2 separate regions of the Sus scrofa genome follow, and region 2 is linked to region 1. The links are chromatin contacts, called in public Hi-C maps. All regions are on one chromosome and are shown on one strand. Each heading gives the region's core, a stretch centred on a gene start, on an enhancer-like site or on the middle of the called end of the contact. The rest is flanking DNA. Distances are from core to core; before and after follow the strand shown. Region 1 holds the start of TMEM216 (transmembrane protein 216). Region 2 holds the start of TKFC (triokinase/FMN cyclase).

The links. A called contact is a pair of places that touch in the nucleus more often than the background predicts.
Region 2: a contact with region 1 is called in a Hi-C map of adipose tissue, with 3 times the contacts expected there. The contact joins the promoter of TKFC here to the promoter of TMEM216 in region 1. A contact is called at or near these places in 2 of 5 promoter capture datasets (liver and skeletal muscle), 26 of 47 Hi-C or Micro-C datasets (adipose tissue, alveolar macrophages, blood and 14 more) and 2 of 2 datasets of contacts at active chromatin or transcription factors (alveolar macrophages and skeletal muscle).

The regions. Positions count from the first base shown.
Region 1 is chr2:10,117,803-10,123,744 of Sscrofa11.1, reverse strand. It overlaps TMEM216 (transmembrane protein 216), which reads left to right and starts at 1,479. Exons shown (of 5, transcript XM_013994239.2): 1 at 1,479-2,144; 2 at 2,801-2,902; 3 at 3,704-3,796. The coding sequence starts at 2,108.
Region 2 is chr2:10,167,283-10,173,228 of Sscrofa11.1, reverse strand. TKFC (triokinase/FMN cyclase) reads left to right here and starts at 1,777. Exons shown (of 18, transcript XM_021082941.1): 1 at 1,777-2,104; 2 at 3,263-3,358. The coding sequence starts at 3,356. It overlaps DDB1 (DNA damage-binding protein 1), which reads right to left and starts at 1,675. Exons shown (of 28, transcript XM_003122651.6): 1 at 1,471-1,675; 2 at 120-268. The coding sequence starts at 1,531. It overlaps LOC106509335 (a long non-coding RNA gene), which reads right to left. Exons shown (of 2, transcript XR_001306780.2): 2 at 5,656-5,794.

The sequences.
Region 1 (5,942 bases), core at 230-2,729:
CTGCAGCTCACGGTGATGCCGGATCTCCAACCCACTGAGCAAGGCTAGGAATGGAAGCACATCCTCATGGATAAAAGTCAAATTCGTTTCAGCTATGCCACAACAGGAACTCTCCATACTGTGCTTTTAATAAACTGCACCTGCTTCACGGTCTTGGTCACCTTGCTGAATTCTTCCCCCAAGGAAGATAAGAACCAAGGTCTCTCACTGCCGAACTCAAGCTCATTGTGTTACTCATAGGCCCTGGGTACCAGGGAACCAGGATGCCACAATGATGCTCCTGTGTTTGTTATTTCAATCTTATTGCCTATTTTTAGCACCGATGGGAGCTACTCCTTGCTGTCTATGACAGGAGTCAGCAAAATTTTACTTAAAGGGCCAGATTGTAAATATTTAAGCCTGTGAGCCATATAGTCCTAACAAGTGATGCAACGACTCAGCCTGAAAGCATGAAAGCCTATTACATGAAAGCAGATGTATTTCATGGATGTGGCTGTGTCCCCCCCAAAAAAACTGGAAGAAACAGGTCTTCAGATAGGTGTTTTGGGGAGAAGACTTTATGAACCCAATCCTGGCATCTCCTCATATCTAGAAAAGCGCTAAAATCCTTCATGGTGATGCCTGCTCCTCATGACTAGCGGGAAACTTCACCAAAGGAGAGTAACTTTCTGCTAAATTGTACCACCCCTTTCACCAAAATCACATATATACTGGCATTGCCCCCACTTTTTTGGAGCATTTTTTTTTCCAGAGCTATCTGAAATGCTGCCTCCCAGGCTATAGTCCTCACTTTGACGGCCCAAAAATTTAACTCACAATTCTCACATTGCGCATTTTTTAAAAGTCTACAAGTGTGACATCTTTTTCCTGTCCTACCCTTCCTGACAGTGGGCTAACCCCTATGTCACCCTGAGTCCATTCAAACCCCTTCTTCCTGTGATGGAACATGATGGAGGAAAATGTAAGAAAAAGAATGTATGTATATGTGTAACTGGGTCACTTTACTGTACAGCAGAAATTGACAGAACATTGTATCAACTACAATAAACAAAATTTTAAAAAAGCAAAAAACAACCCTTCTTCCTAGTCCCCTGCCCTGTGGGGTAACACATTTTTACTGCTCCAAATCATAACAAGTTTCAAAGCCCAGTTTACAGGCCATGTCTTGGAAACGTCTCCCAACCCCTACCGAGAGTACTTTGTCTTCTCAACTGCCACTGCACATTGGGGTCAAGTGCTGATTATATTTCATCTTTTGCTCTTATTTATGCTCCTTGAAAGGAGCCTCCAGTTCCGACTAACTTTGGTACCTTCTTCTTCTTCTTTTTATTTTTTTTATTTTGTTTGTCTTTTTAGTTTTTAGGGCCGCAGCCGTGGCACATGGATGTTCCCAGGCTGGGGGTCGAATTGAAGCTGTAGCTGCCAGTCTATGCCACAGCAACCTGGGATCCTGGCCACGTCTGCAACCTACACCACAGTTAACCACAGCGCTGGATCCTTAACCCACTGAGCAAGGCCAAGGATCCAACTTGCATCCTCATAGATACCAGTCAGGTTCCTTTCCGCTGAGCCACAAGGGAAACTCCAACTTTGGTATCTTCTAACTCCCTGGTACATAAATCAGATGCATAGAAAAACCCTACCCCCGCATCCCCTCCCCTCAGAAAAAGACTGTTTACACAAAGGATCCCCAAACTCCACGCCGCATTTGCAGCGCACTGTCGCGCACACTATTTCTCATTTTAAGACCCATGTTAGTAAAGAAACCATGGGACCAGGGCCTATTCACCAACTCTGATCACATTACCACTACTGGCTGCTTCGAACAATTCCTGGTAAATTTGGGATGGGGGCGGGGCGAAAACTGCCCCGCCCTCGGAGTCCTGCAGACGACATCATCTGCTTTCTTATCAGTCCTCTGCCAAAACCCCAGCGAAGTCGGTTCGCGGCCCGCGCTCCTCCCGGCGCAGGCGTGGCCGTCACAAGAGTGCCCCCGGCCCCAGGTAACCATCGAGTGCAGCAGGCGGATAGAAGGGCCCGAATCCAGGGCCGCTCCGTCCCTCGCTTCCGGCAACGCCTCGCTGCTCCAGGAGTGCTGTAGCCGCGTATGCAGTTTCCATGGGGACTGAAGATGGCGCCGCGAGGTGAGGTTCTGGAGGTGTGTGAGTTGCTGGTCCTGATCCCTTCAGTTTCCCCCCCCACCCCGCCCTCCTCTCCCAGCGTCGACCTGAACCCTCCATTCTCCTCACTTGTCCACAGCAGGGTTTAGCAGCCTCACCTACCCTGAGTGCCAGAAGGTCTCGAGATGTGGGTCTCAAATACCCCCAAATCCTTGGCTCAGCCTGTTCTAGGCCGGCTCAATAGGAATTTGCAGCGTGGCTTCACACTGGCCAGTGCTGTCTCTGGGTCCCAGTTTTCCTTCCTAAATAGCGACGAGGTTAGATCCCTGACTTTCACCCCCAAAGCCGAAGCGGTAGAGTTTGATGGCGATTCTGGAAAGGAGGAGATTGAAGGAAACACACACACACACTCACTCCTCATCAGCAAACAGAAGTGCCCCCAGGGACCCTTTCTGTCAGCTGAAACCCCTCCACACTCCGTACGCACACGCGCGTGCACACACACACACACACACACCACACAGACACCTTCTCATCAACAATCAGAAGTGCCGCCAGTGGCCCTTTCCACCAGCTGCGGCCTCCTGTTTCCTCCAAGTTAGACACAGAACCATTCAAATAACTGGGGTTGAGCTGCCTGCCCTCCAGCCCGTCTCTTTTCTCTGTGCTCCTATTTTCAGGTAAACGGTTATCTTCCACCCCCCTGGAAATCCTCTTCTTTCTGAACGGGTGGTATTATGCTACCTATTTCCTGCTGGAACTCTTCATATTTCTGTATAAAGGTAAGGTCTGGGGTTTAACTACCCTTTCCCCAACATCCCTTCCCCACTTCAGCCCAGAGCCAGCTCCCACCCAAAGCCTTATTTTTTCATTCTTTTCTGCTCCCCTGCAGCTCTTCTTCACTGCAAGGTCTCTTCATCAGATGGCTTCCTTGAGAATGATTCAGTAGGAAGCCACTCAGCAAGAATTTCTTGAGTTTGGGAAATGGGGGCTTCTCCCTTCTGACTCTCCCCTGTCACCTCTCTTTGCTGAACTCCACTTTAAGCCCATTGGTGACCCTCAGAAGCTATTCAGCGCCGTATATCCGTGTACATCTGATCTGATAACTGGAGAGTGGCGTCCCCACAGAATCTTTTTTTTTTTTAAGGTTTTATTGAAGTATAGTGATTGCAACTATAAATTGATTTGCAATGTTGCGATAATTTCTGCTGTACAACAGAGTGATTCATTTACACATATCCACATCTCCATTCCTTTCCAGATTCTTTTCCCATGTAGGTTATCACAGAATACTGAGTAGAGTTCCCTGTGCTATAAATAGCAGGTCCCCACTGACCACCCATCCATTCCATATGCAGTAGAGCCCCACAGACTCTTGGAGTTAGGAGTAAAAGCCCATAATTACGAGCCTGCCTCTAACAGACATAGCCGCACCATGAGTTAACGGATCCTGCCCGTATCTCAGTAAGTAGCTCATGGGAAGAGAACATGATAAGACTCATGTTCTCTTTATTCCCAAGTGAGTGGGAGACCTTGTGTGTGCTGTTCGACGTTGTTTGCAAACTCTGGCTTTTGTATCGCAGGTCTCCTGCTACCATATCCAACAGCCAATCTGGTCCTGGATGTGGTGATGCTCTTCCTTTATCTTGGCATTGAAGCAATTCGACTGTTTTTTGGTGAGTGTTGTCCAGAGGCTATTTCCATTCCTTGCGAGATGAGCTGGTATCTGTAACTTGATGAACAAAGAAAAGCACTTAACCTTGGCTCACAATGAGAGAGTGGATCTGGTGGCATATCCCGTTACACCCTCTCTGAAGTTTCAGGCGGCTTCATACTTGGGGTCAAGACTTACCTGTCTATTGCTCTGTTGCGCCACAGGTGGGTGGCGGCATGAGATATTAGATCATTCCTTCCCGATTATCTAACTACAGGAGTGCCTGGTTCCTCTCACTGGTTTCTTGGGAGAAGAGATTTCGTTGTAACTCCATGTCCAGGGCAGTAGATCAGCAATAAGGTCCCCTCCGGTTCTCTGAAAAAGGATTTCTCTAGGACAAGTTTACATCCCCGGAGGTACAGAGCAATCCCTCATGAGTTACCTCATCCCTGAAAACGGTGTTAAAACATACACTGAGGGAAAAAAATAACTTCAACAAAAAGAGGTTCACATAAAGAACTAAGAAAAAGATAACCTCGTTTTAAAAATTAGCAAGGGAGGAGTTCCCTTTGTGGCTCAGCAGGTTAAGAACCCAACTAGTATCCATGAGGATACGGGCTCAATTCCCGGCCCCGCTCAGTGGGTTAAGGATCCAGTGTTGCCGTGAGCTGTGGTGTAGGTCGCAGACATGGCTCAGATCCTGTGTGGCTGTGGCTGTGGCTGGTAGCTGCAGCTTCTCCATTTCAGCCCCTAGCCTGGGGACCTCCATATGCCGTGGGTGTGGCCCTAAAAAAAAGTGCACTGGGAGTTTCTGTTGTGGCTCAATGGCAATGTGCCTGACTAGTATCCATGAGGTTGTGGGTTCGATCCCTGCTCTTGCTCAGTGGGTTAAGGATCTGGTGTTGCCGTGAGCTGTGGTGTGGGTCGCAGACGTGGCTCAGATCCCGCATTGCTATGGCTCTGGTGTAGGCCAGAGGCTACAGCTCCCTAGCTGCGAAACTCCATATGCAGCGGGATCGGCCCAAGAAATGGCAAAAAAAAAGAAGAATCACAAAGGACCAGTAAACATTATAAAATGCCCAAACTCACTAATAAAAAGCAAATTGGAAAAACAAGGTGACATTTTTACCCATCAGATTAAAAAGATTTCCAAATACCCAGAATTCAAATGCCTGTTTGAGGAACAAGTCTCTGTTCCTGCACTCATGTGGGTATTTATATCCCATTTATTTATGGGATATAAATATAAATAAGTGCAGCCTTTTGGCTAATAGTTTTTTTGTTTGTTTGTTTGTTTTTGCTTTTTTTTTAGGGCCACACCTGTGGAAGTTCCCATGTTAGGTGTCGAATCTGAACTGTAGCTGATGGCCTACACCACAGCCACAGCAACTCGGGATCCGAGTCACATCTGTGACCTACACCACAGCTCATGCCAGAACCTTAATCCACTGAGCGAGGACAGGGATCAAACCTGAATTCTCATGGATGCTAGTCGGGTTCATTACTGCTGAGCCACGATGGGAACTCCTAAAATTCATATTCTTAGACCTAACGATTTCACTTCTAAAACTGGTTGAGGGAGTTCCCTGGTAATGCAGCGGGTTAAGAATCTGGCGTTGTCACTGCTGTGGCTCAGGCTCAATTCCTGGCCTCAGAACCTCCACATGCTGCAGATATGGCCAAAACCAAACCAACAAACAAATAAAAACTGGTTGAAAAAACCAAACAGGAGTTCCCATCATGGCGCAGTGGAAGCGAATCCTACTAGGAACCATGAGGTTGCGGGTTTGATCCCTGGCCTCACTCAGTGGGTTAAGGATCTGGCGTTGCCGTGAGCTGTGGTGTAGGTCGAAGATGCGGCTCAGATCTGGTGTTGGTGTGGCTCTGGCGTAGGCCGGCGGCTACAGCTCCGATTTGACCCCTAGCCTGGGAACCTCCATATGCCGTGAGTGCGGCCTTAAAAAGCAAAAAAAAAAAAAAAACCAAAAAACCCAAAACAAACTAAAACAAAAACCCAAAACCATGAGAAATACCCTAAACATCTATCAATACAGGATTAAATAAATTGTGATACTGGCTCAATGAAATTGTTCATAGCTATTAAAAAAGAGTAAGGTAGTTATGTGTAGAAAGAGGGCTATGCGAAGTGGTTAAATAAGTTGCAAAAT
Region 2 (5,946 bases), core at 528-3,027, 49 kb before region 1:
GGTTTCTCTCCTAAGCCTTATGGCACCCACCCCAAGCAAGCGATGGCATAAAAACAACGTAAATCCAACGACGACCTAGTTCTCCTTTGCTGCTGCAAGGCCCAACCCAGAACACTTACCTTGGGCCTGAAGAGCTCCATGACGGCAATCTTCCCATACATGCCCACCTCTTTGACGGGCCGAAGCCCCTCAGCGGTCACCACATAGATCTCTAACCTTGTGTTTTTGGCAATCAACAGGTTCAAGTCTTCAGCTGAAGTAAAGTGTCCTGAAAGAACAGATTCTCTAGTTTTTGAAGCCAAAGCACTATCTAAATTATCCTAGCATTTTCTACCTAAAACCTCCTAACATTCTCATTTACTGCACATATTTCTCTGGCTCCCTCCACTCGTTCCTTTCCCACCGATTCCTCAAAGAGCCTTGCTTCATACATTCAAGAAAGCTACTTCCCTAATCAGACTCCGAAAACTGGACTGGACCTAAGAGTAGCATGTCCTTCAACTTGACAATGACTGTGAAAACCCTTCGGCGGGCTCAGTGCCCTCAAATTTCACTTTTCCTTCTGCAGGGGCCCACTCATCCTCTAATTAAGGGATGCTGGAGAAAGTGCTCCTCTTTATTTTCAGTCTTTCTCTCAATTTTCACAAAATCTCTTACCAAACAGACCAGGTCGAATGAAAAAAACTGCCAGAGCCTTATCTTAAAACATGGCTTTAGCTGCATCTCTTGCCCTCCCAGCAGTCTACTAAAACCCCATCTGCACAGTTAGACTGCTTCCAACAACAGTTTTCTTTGGGAATCAGGATTAGGATTTACATAAACATACAAGTTTGAGGGCTTCATGTTTTGCTGAGAAGTTGGTTCAAAAGGATTATTCCCGATTCTGGGCATTTGCGTCTTTAAGAATCCTTGCATAAACAAGGCAAACCCAGCCTGGGCCGGGCCATTCCAAACCCTCCTCTCCAGCAGCTCCCTCTCGTAAACAACAGCCCCAAGCAAAGCAGACTCCTCTCTTTAGGGGGAATGCGGACCTTTCTCACATTCCCCCCACCTCCTGCACCTCCCAGGCTCTCCTACAGGAAAATTCTCGCTCCAGAGTCGCCATCACCACCGACCCCCTTCCCCCCCCACCACACGAGGTCAATCCCGCGGTCCAAGCAGCCCCGCACAATCAACTCACACTCCACTCTGTCCCAGTAGACTCAACCCTGTCCTCGAGGCCAAGTGACCTCAGGGAACGAAAGGGGACCCTCAAGCGCAGCTTTTACCCCCCACCCCCCACCCGAACGGCGCGTGATGAGACACCTTCTTTAGAGTCGGGGGCTGGGGGAGGTTTCTCGGCCGCCAGTGCCTTCCATTCCCCGGGCCTGGTCCTGGAGGCCGCCCAGGGGCCTCGGGCCTCCCTAGGCCTAGGTTCCCCCCCGCTCCAACTCCCTCCCCCGCCGGGGTCTCTTGCCGTGGCAGCCTCACCGGTCACGCAGCCGTTCACGGCGGTGGGCTTCTGTGCCGTTACCACGTAGTTGTACGACATGTCGAGGCCCGGGGCGGCCCAGCGGGACTCAAGCGCAACGATAGAAAGACGGACACGAGCGAAGAGACAGGGGGGCCCCCACCCGCGCGCGGCGAACTCCACTGCCGCTGCCTCCGCCCCGGAGACACGTTGCAGGCCAGAGCGGCCGAGGCGCGGGGCATCACGGGACGGCCTCACCTGGCCTCTTGGAGGACTCAAGGCGCGGGAGGCGGCCAACCAAGGGAGGCCCCGCCCCCCTGAGGCTCCGCCCCCTCCTACCGCCGGAGCCCCGAGAACCCGGATGAGGGCGCCCTGTTGGGGCGTCTTTGAGAAGCGGTGGCGGGTGCTGAGGTGGTGGATGCGGGCGTGAGCGGGTAGCGGAAGTGTGCGGACGTCCCCTCCTCCCCCGAAGCTGATCTGCGGATCTCATCCCCGGGCCTCGCCCCTCGCCTTCCCCAAACCCCGTCCACTCCCCTTTCATTGCTCCGGGAGCCGTCGGGGCTGTTTCCCCTTTGGGAACGGAAAGGTACCGCAGAGGCTTAGAGAGGGGAGGAAGGTGACATCAATTTGTGCATCTCCCAGACTAGCACCGAGGTTCGTACCTCCCTCCGCCTAACCCTCCCTGTACTTCTAAACTCAGCCGGTATCCTGCCCTGACCCTGGAATGACCCATCACCTGGCGGGAGCGGGGCGGCCGGGGGGGGGGGGGGGGGGAGGCTGGCACCTGGACGCTCCCCTTTCACCTCTGAACTGTGTTTGAACCGGCCCCGCAGGCCACTTGCCCAGCATTATTAGTGCCCCTATGGCTGTGCAAAGTCTTACCTCAAACACAAAATGAGAATTTACTTGGTGAGAACCTTAGTGACCCAAGAAAGCAGTCTGTTGGCCCTGAAACTTCCAGGCCATTCCACATCAGACAGACTCTGCTAGGAGGAGGAGGAGGAGAACCACGTGGCTTAGAGCACCTCCTGAAGACTAGGGAGGAGGCAACCCCCATTTTACAGATGAGGAAACTGAGGCTCGGCAAAATGGGTTTACCTAAGGTGCCCCCACAAGCAAGAGTTGCCAAGGCAGGTGTGGATTCTTTCCACTGCAGACACATGCAGTGAGGCCAAGACCCAGCATGACCCCAAGACACCTCTGAACTTGGCCGAACTGAAGGGAGCTAAACATCACCGTGGTTTACACACGTGGTTTCCCACACCGAAGACCTTGTGCCTTGACTCTGTAGGCACTGAATTATCGGTCAAACACAGGCTTTGTGGAAATACTAAACATGGGTTTGAGTCTCGGCTCTTACCAACATGGCATTGGACATGTTGGTAGAGCTCTCTGGGTCAGTTTCCCAGAAGCCAAATGGAGTCACGGACACGGCTGCCTCCTTGGGGCGTGCCAGCACCAACAAGAGCAAGTGTGTGGAGATGGTTATGAATATATTCACTGTGTTTGACGCCCGTGTAACAGATGAAGTTACTTTCTGGGTAACTTTGCCCCTTGGTGATAAGGTGGGCACTACTCCTGAGCACAAGGCAGCCCTGTGCCCAGCATGGGTCGATCAGTGTTCTGGCAGCCAAGGCGCGGGGGTGAACCTTGATCAGCCCCACGCTCTTCTCCATCCCCAGCCCACGTTCTAGAGTTTGGACCTGGATCAAAGTCTGGGGCAGCTCCCTAATTACTAAGGGCCCTGGAAGCACGATTGCACCAGTAGGCTGCAAGTGCCTTCGCAGCTCATGTTGTTACCCCCTCCTGCAGGCACTGCTTGCCGCTCAGGCCCCGTCGGATTGCCTGTCCTCCGGCAGCTCAGCGCGAAGGTGTGAACTCAGCTTCCTTCAGAGCCTCCCCGCCATGGTGAGTCCCACAAGGGCCAGGGAAGGGCACCATGGTCTTGGGGCAGCAAGAGTGCCAGTGCCAGGCAGGCTGGAGTCCCTTGCTCCCTGACCAACAGATGGCTGTGCCTCTTGAGGTTAAGAGAGAGGGTGGTCTTCCCTCACAGGGCCTGACTTCTCTTCATTTCCCAGCTGGGCCCAGCCAGGCCTGGATCCACCTGCCCCCTGTCTGGGTCATGCATTTCAATCGAATCTATGGAGTTCCCGTTGTGGCTCAGCAGGTTAAGAACCTGACTAGTATCCATGAGGATGGGGGTTTGATCCCTGGGCCTCGCTCAGTGGGTTAAAGGATCTGGCATTACCACAAGCTGTGGTGTAAGTCAAAGGCACAGCTTGGGTCTGGCATTGCTATGTCTGTGGTATAGGCTGGCAACTGCAGCTCTGATGTGACCCCTAGCCTGGGAACTTCTATGTGCTGCAGATATGGCCCTAAAAAGCAAAAAAAAAAAAAAAAAAAAAAAAAAAAAAAAGAGCATAAACAGCTACCTACTCTGTAATAGGCACTACCAGTCATTGGAGTTGTGAAGACAGACCTGGTGCCTCTTTTTGAGCCTTGGGCATGTGTGGGCTTGTGGGATCTACACTGTGGGAGGTTTAGCATAGGCCTGGAAAGACCTGGGTTCAAATTTCTGCCTACCACCAACCAGCTGTGTGACATTTTACTGAAGACCTAATTTCTCTGAGCCTCTTTCCTCATCTGCAATATGAGGCAGATAATCAATGAGATGTTGATCAGAGCAGGGTCCTAGCCGACTTTCCTTTCTTTTTCCATCCCTTCAGGCCACTGGGAACCAAGAATGGCACTGGTCCCCAAGCCTTCCTCTGCCTCTGGTTTGGGAATAGTTGCAAATCCCAGGCAGGACGGACTCTCCGGGGTGGCTGAGGGGGCACATTCTTGGAGGGCGGTGGCTGGGCATGGAATTGAGACCAACTGACAACGTCATCGAGTATTCCAGTCCCTGGCAGGCAGGCTCTGAGAGCCACAGGCCGAGCCCTTCCTAGAGCATGCTCTCTGCCATTTTCAGCCTCCCTTCAGCCCCTGGGGAAAGCAGCATGATAAGACCAAAACAGAACCAGCTTTGGAGCCAGGCAGACCTGGACACTTGCTGGCTGTGTGACCTTGGGCAAAGTCACTTAACTGTGAGCCTCGGTTTCCTCATCAGGCTAATTTGTCCAGTCGTGTTGTTGGAAGATTAAATGAGATTTGCTTAAAAGCACTTAGCACGCGGTCTGGCTCTCCATCCATGCTCTGGCCCCTGCCAGACCTAGGAAAGGCCACAGTTTGCATGAAGAACCTAGTTCCTCCCTGCAGGCTTGGGGAAGGAGCCTGGGAGAAGTACCCCTTGCCAGGACTGGGATCAGCTGCAGGCTGCTGCTGGGCCACTAGGCGGCGCTGGGAGCCCAGCCTGCTCTGTCCCAGTGGGGCACTAATTTCACTCTAATGGAGACAAAGGCAGGAGCTGCAGCAGACCCCATTCAGCGAGCTCCAGCGTTTAAGAGTTTGTTTGAAGAAGGGAGTAGCTCCTTTTAATTCAGTTTTTTGTGTACAACAGTCACGTACACTGGTATATTAGGTCCTCGTTTTTCAGAGGAACACCTGAAGAGTGAGCTCTCACAGCTGATGAAAAGCGCCCCATGCCTGGACCCCCCACTTCTGCACCCCCAGTCGGCTCAGCTGTAACTCTCAGGCCTGCCTGCCCTCCACCCTCCCGCCTGAGGCTCCCCAGGGCCAAGTTCCTCCTTTGGCTCCTGAGGCCCTGCCCACCTCTCCCTGTTGGTTACCTGACTGGTTGCTCAAGTCAGCCTAACGCACTTCCTGCCTGGCCCCTGGCCCTGGTACAGTTTCACACCCGCTCCCTTGGCCTGGAATACAGTCCCTGGTCCCTTTCCCCTCCCGGTGCCTCTCACTCCCTTTACCTAGCGGACTCCAATTTACCCTTTCCTAACACTTCCGGGAAATGCTAAGGAGGCCAAGGTCCCCCTCTTTGTGCCCCGGGGCAGGTGCACATCCCTCTTGTGTGGCACTTCCCACAGCACGTGGTAAGGACCTCTTTTGTTTCCACTGAGGGCAGGACCCGCGCTCTGTTTTTTCTCAGCGCCTAGCATTGAGCCTGGCACACCACGAGGCTCGCGAAGTGTTTGCCCTGCATCAGAGCCCAGTTGGAACAGCAGATGGGTGTGGGGGTCTGTCTGGCCCCCTCCTCCAGCACAGGAGCCTCAACCTGGAGCTTCTCTTCTTTTGACAGAAGGCTCTGGGGCTTCAGTTTTATTAATTTGTTTTATACTCGGGATTCCAATTCTTCCATTTTCCTTGTACCGAAGCCATTCTTCATTGGCTTCAATTCGAAGAATAAGTTTAAATCATAATTTAGGCACTGAACAGAACACTGTAAACCAGCTGTAATGGAAAAAAATAAAAATCATTAAATAAAAAAATTTTTAAACAGGTTAGGCACTGAATAAAAAGTCACAAATTAAGGAGTTCCCACTGTGGCTCAGCAGTAATGAGCCTGGCTAGTATCCATGAAGATGAGGATAACCCTGGCCTCA